Linked DNA regions of Lactuca sativa: region 2 is linked to region 1. Evidence: chromatin contacts called from public Hi-C data. All regions are on one chromosome and are shown on one strand. The core of a region is the stretch at or near the end of the contact, and the rest is flanking DNA. Distances in the headings are between cores, read along the strand shown.

The links. A called contact is a pair of places that touch in the nucleus more often than the background predicts.
Region 2: a Hi-C map of leaf shows a contact between it and region 1, with 3 times the contacts expected there. The contact joins the promoter of LOC111914477 here to the promoter of LOC111914412 in region 1. A contact is called at or near these places in 2 of 4 Hi-C or Micro-C datasets (leaf and seed).

What each region holds. Positions count from the first base shown.
Region 1 is chr3:54,537,305-54,540,430 of Lsat_Salinas_v11, forward strand. LOC111914412 (transcription factor MYB102) reads right to left here and starts at 1,458. Exons shown (of 3, transcript XM_023910157.2): 1 at 1,147-1,458; 2 at 935-1,064; 3 at 1-682. The coding sequence starts at 1,276.
Region 2 is chr3:54,674,073-54,677,198 of Lsat_Salinas_v11, forward strand. It overlaps LOC111914477 (protein THYLAKOID FORMATION1, chloroplastic), which reads right to left and starts at 1,633. Exons shown (of 5, transcript XM_023910216.3): 1 at 1,239-1,633; 2 at 725-992; 3 at 394-610; 4 at 151-266; 5 at 1-59. The coding sequence starts at 1,449.

The DNA of each region.
Region 1 (3,126 bases), core at 208-2,707:
ACTATAACTTTCTCTCTCATCGTCATTGCTGCTATTATTGATTATTGTTGATGACGAAACTAATGGTGTAGGGCTCGGTATGGATGATGACAAAATCGAGTCATAGTTGACATGTTGGGTTGTAGGCAAATCATTTTCCCCATATGATGGTTGAAAATTTAAGCTTTCAGATGCTTGTTTGTTGTAATTTGGAATATCAAAACAATCGTCCGACAAGCATGTACGCATCATAACATCTTGTATGGTATCACATTTAAGGTTAACCAAGTTCTCTGGAAAATCTTGCATATCATTTGCTTGCATGAGGTGTCTTGGATTCAAAATCCGATTGCTTGTGACACTTAAAGGTCGATTTTGCTGATTAAGAGTCGGGTTCATAGGATTTAAGAGGTGATTGAAAAACAACTCATGGTTTTCTTTATTTGATGAACATGAGGATGATCCCAAGAATGTGGCAAGCGTTAGGACTTGAGGATTTACAAGAGTTTGAAGGTTAAGTAGGTTTGAGAGATTAAACCAAGCTGAATTCAGTATGGATGAAAGTTCCAAGAAGTCAATGCGAGGATTATGAGTCACTGGATCAATTCCATTCTTGAGTAGCCTTTTCCGTATGTGGGTGTTCCAGTAGTTCTTGATTTCATTGTCCGTTCTTCCAGGTAAACGAGCAGCTATTGATGACCACCTATATATAAGTATAGTATAGCTTAGACCTTTGAAAAGTTGAGAAAAAAAATGGTGGAATGATGTATAAAATAATCTAAAATATAAATGGTATAAAACATTCCTTTTATATAATATCTAAGCAGCGAAAATGAAGCAGTATAATGGTATTTCGATTGTATCTCTGTTCAGAATATCTAACTAGCGAAAATTCATATGGTCTTAAAACTTTAATGCGCATTAATTTTTGAGTAGTGAACTTAAATCAACTCACTTATTCCCAAGAATGCTATGTAGTTGGATGATGGTTTCTTCTTCTTCAAATGAAAATCTTCCTCTCTTTATATCAGGCCTCAAGTAGTTTGTCCATCGAAGGCGACAACTTTTTCCACATCTCTGAAGCCCTGTTATAATCAAATATCGACATATTAGAAAAGAAAAAAATTAATGTTCTACTCTTTTGATGCAACCACAAACGATACTTACCAGCGTATTTGGGAAGGCTTCGCCATTTGCCAGGTCCATTTGCTCGAATGTATTGGATGAGTTTGAGATCTTCTTCTTCTGTCCATGGACCTTTTTTAAGCCCATCTTTCTCAAATGGTAGTTTTCTCATTTCTAGCTCTCTTTATCCCAACTGATCCCAAGGCTTTAGTTACTACTATGATCAGAGTGTAAATATTAAACTCGGTTTTTTGGCAAGAACAATTGAGTCATTGAGATTGGTAGGTCCAGAACGGAGGATGACTACTCCCATGTATATATAGAAGAGTTTTGTGGAAACTGTTACGTAGTCAACAAGAATTCGCACCGATCACTCTCTATATCGTATTATCGTTTGGGTAACTAGGTGAAGGTAAATGTATTTGGATAAAAGCGACACATGTTGATTAATCAATGGGATTGACCTTTCTCTTTGTTTGACATCTCAAAAAGTAAAAATAAATGGTGGGTGAGGTTGTTGGGAATTTCTATGAAGTTTCTTCTCTTCTTTACACACACACTTCGTGATATCATTTCTTTTGATGTTTTCCTTCACTTGAAGTCGAAATATCCATGAACTTTCTTTAGTTCATCATTAATTTGCTTTTAATTATATTATGTACTTTTTTTCTTTTTTGAAAACGACATTTATTAAGGAAAGAAGATAACTAGCTGCAATGAAGCACTACATTCGATAAGAATATTACAACGTACGCCATTTAATCCGGCTCAACATACATCCTTTCTTCCTATCATAAGATTGTGTCGTATCGACACGAGTGCGTTATATGTGAAAAGAAAGCCACATAGACTTTTTACCATTTCACAACCAACCCACCAGGTTGTGGAAATGGTATTCGCAGGTGGGTTGGTGGTGATGACTGATGAGGCAAAAGGAAGAGAGAGATTAAGAGAGACGATGTTGCTGCCAATATTCTATTGGTTGTCTTCTTCCGTCTTCACAAAGACGCCACACCCAAACCACCGGGGCTTGGGGTAGTATTCACGCGTTCTTGGCCCATCCACCTTAGTTTTTCACGCGTGAAGAGGTATCCACTCCGGATAGCCTCTAAGTATTAATCCACAAGAAAGTCTCTGATGTCATCTCATTTGTGACATGAAAATTGGAAGATTATTCCTAAATATCCACATGTCCCGTAACATACATATTCGTCAACAATTTCATTGGCCAAGTAATATCAACTGCATCAGGCTTCTCCATAGCGATTCTAAACAAGTGATTAAGAGAGTCCATGCAAATTAAGATAAATATAGGTGGGTACCCAGTTAAATTTGACACAACAAGAACCGATGGTTTCTAAAATATTGGAACCGGAACCGGTTCGATGGGTTTTCAATATTTTCGAATATCAATTGCTTCTCATATAGGGGAACCGCTTTAAAAAAATATTAAAAGAATTAGTTACTCTCCATTTTCGTTCTTCTCCATAAGAGTAATCAATAACTTTGAGAGAAAGAAGATGAAAGAGAAGATGATATTCGAATCTATCTCATTACAATGATCTAACTGAGCTATATACATTAACTCATAAACAACTGTGTCTAACAAACAAAACTAACAAACTTCTGTATGAAATTACAACAATACCCTTCAACTAACTAACCAATTGTCATTTGATAACAAAGTCTAACACCCCCGCAAGCTATAGACTGTAGATGCAGCTTGGAAATAGCTTTTTAATGAAGGACTCCATTTAATGACTTGGTTAGAACATCTGCTAATTAAGCATCAGAGCTAACATGGGACAACGAAATCAACCCTTCTCACAACTTTTCTCTTACAAAGTGAGAGTCAATCTCTATATGTTTGGTCCTCTAATGAAAAACCAGATTGGTGGCTATGTAAATAGCTGCTTGGTTGTCATATTTCAATGGAATTGGATTAATGTGAGACACATCAAGTTCATGGAATATTCGACTCAACCAAGCTAATTCAGAACATACTCTCCTCATAGACCTGTA
Region 2 (3,126 bases), core at 383-2,882, 140 kb after region 1:
TTTTAACCGCTTCATTAGCCTTTTGAGGTTCCGCTCTTTCTGCTTGCTTCTTCTTCTCCCTAAAAAAAATACAATAAAATGTCACAACATACAAAAAATACACATGAAACGAACAATTAAATTGTTTCAAAAAGTAAATTAATTAATTACCTCGCAACATATTCTTTTAGAAGCTCTTTCGCTTGAACAAGCTTTGAGAGGAGATTACGGTATACATCAAGATCCCTATCAACACTTCTTTTGTTGATATTAAGTGCTGCACAAAGCTGGTACCCAAACAGACATAAAATTAGTTTTTAACAGAATGACTTAATGAACAACATGGCTTAATGTATTAAGACACCAACCCTTTACCTATTACCTCGTTGTTTACTATCAAATTTTTATTATTACCTTTTCTAAAACAGTGGGGTCTGTTGCATTTGCTAATTCAAGAAGGCGAAATAAACCAACAGCAAAGAATCGACTGTAGCTGAAACTTCCATTACCCCCTGCTCTTTCTGCAATATCCTTCAACAAGTCCTCAATTTCTCCTGATTTTGATGAAAAATCAACCAATGAACTGGAGTTTTGGGCACGGGCCCACGTTTCCAATCTCTCTGCATCAGCCCTAATGGTAGAGAAAGAATTGTTCATATGAATGTTACGCTTTTATGTCAGATGAACATTGAATCAACACAAGAGAAAAAAGAAATAAAAGCTCGGTGGGAATTCAGTGACAAGCCTGTATTGTTGTGGGTCTTCGTTTAGGGCATTGATGTAGGATTGGAAGATGGCCTCCCGATCTTCGTCACTTGGGTATCCTTCCATGAGTTGATCGTAAACAGTAACAAAGCCTAAAGCGAATACTGGATCATATCTATAGGTCTTTTTGTATCGCATTAGATGTTGTTGTACAATTAGTTCTTGTAGCACACTGTTGTAGATGCTTGGAATTGGGCGTTTGTAAGCTTTGAGGAATTTTAATTTTGTCTCGGAAACTGGTGGTGCTTCTGAAGGGAAAACGAAAACCTATTGTCAGATTAATAGAGCTTATTTGTCAATCTTTTCTACAAATTGAAGGAAGTTTGTATCAATTTTCAGGTGAAATGTTACTCCATTATTAGAATATCAATGCATCAGTAACTCATCGACCAAACAACTAATTGCTAATATGTTAAATCAGATTATCTTCAATTTAAATATCCTACATTGCTAAGGCATAGAAAATTTGATAAATCATAAGCATTAGAACTTGCCTGATCCTGTAGACATGCAGTGAACTGCAAAGCGAGAACTCGATTTCGAAGGACGAACGCTTATGGAACGAAATGAGAAGGTTGTACGAACCCTAATCGAATCGAAATTTGAAAGAGAGGAGCGAGATGGAGATGGAGATGGGAGACAGATTTTTCTTTCGGATGATGATTGAGTGACTCCGTGGAAAGAAATTGAAGCAATAGCCGCCATTATTAAGAAAAATGCAGGATGGGATTACGAAATTTGAATGATGCCCAGATGAAATTAGGTCATAAATTGAAAAGGGAATCCATTCAAAACTAGAATTAGCAGAGAGAGAGTGGAGAGAAGTTGAAATTGGGGGAAATTGGAAAGGGCAAAGGGCTCAAGTGAGGTCGAAAATGTAAGGCTTATCTGTTATCTTCAGCAGGATGAGTTGTGAGTAATCTGACTTGTAGCCAGTAGCGATTAAACACGTTAGATTGGTTTGATGGTGACGTCACCTGTTTCTTGTTCTCACAAAAAGTCAAATTATTGACGAATCGACATACATTGGTACAATAGCGCCAATGACTCTCTTTTTACCGTGTACTCTATGCTTACTTCTTGGGTCAAGCAACACAACAAAATGCAAGTTTGTTTTCACTCCAAAGAATGGATAAACCAAACATCAAACTTAGATTTTATTTTTTTTCTTAACAAAACACAAAAATAAATATATCGTCGTAATTCCAATATTATAAAGCTAGAGAGAGTGGTAGCAGGTGCTAAAGTATTGTTACATTATATTTTTTATGGACACGTAAGTATAGTTTGATGATATGGAATATTGATGTGTTTAAAAAGTAAACATTTTTTTTAAATCAAATAAATGTTTATTTAAATATTTAATTAACATAAACTTTAGTAAGATACAAGTTTTAAGCTGAAGTTACAGCTATTTAAAGCTGAAACAATGAAATAGTCAAGTGGAGACCACCTGTGTTTCTTTCCATCTTCTCTTTTATCTCGTCAAGCATATGGTAAGGCAATCTTGATGACAAGCTTAGAGATTCATGGGGGACGATGTAGCAATTGCTTAGCGGGGGTGGTGGCTAGGCCTGGTGCCTCCCACTCCCTCAAGTCTAAAAGACCTAAATAATAATTAATAAAATTAAATAACCATTATCTTCACAACGACCTCTACAAAAATACGAAACAACATTGCTTTTGGCTATTTTTGTAGGGTTTTTAGTATTTTCCAGTGTTTTCTCGTGTCTTCTTGAGAAAACATCATCGTTTTTTATGAAAATATGGTGTTTTCTAAGCCTTTCTAAATAACATCATATTTTCCTACGAAAACATGATATTTTCTCTTTTCGTTTAACAACGGCTCTATCTATTTTTCTCGTATCCTAAGTAATCCAGTAAAAATGTCTATTCTTATAGAGCATGAGAGGCATATATAATTTGAGTCATATGTTATGATACGTCATGACTGTGTCCAATGAGATTCCCTTTAATACCAATCTACAGTCATTAGTTAATGCTTAAAAATACATCCAAAAACCACCACAATATTCTAGTTATGTGATTACCCATTAACTTCATAGAAATCGATCTACAAGTTCATGTTGGGTCATATTGGATCACTCGCTTACTCCATTAGCTTATTTTCTTTAACAATTGGATGATGTCATTTTTGGAAAGAAAAAAAAATGAAAGTTGGTTGCACATGAGAGACGATTCGTTCACCATATGACCGGTTGTTAAATAAACATGTTTGCATGATCATTTGTCATGTATCTAACTTCCTCAATGGAGGTTGTCGAGGGCAACAAAAAATAACTCAGATAATCTAACACATAAACTGTGTATAGTACTAATAACACATCAAATCCAAAGTGAATGAATCAATTTTTATCTATG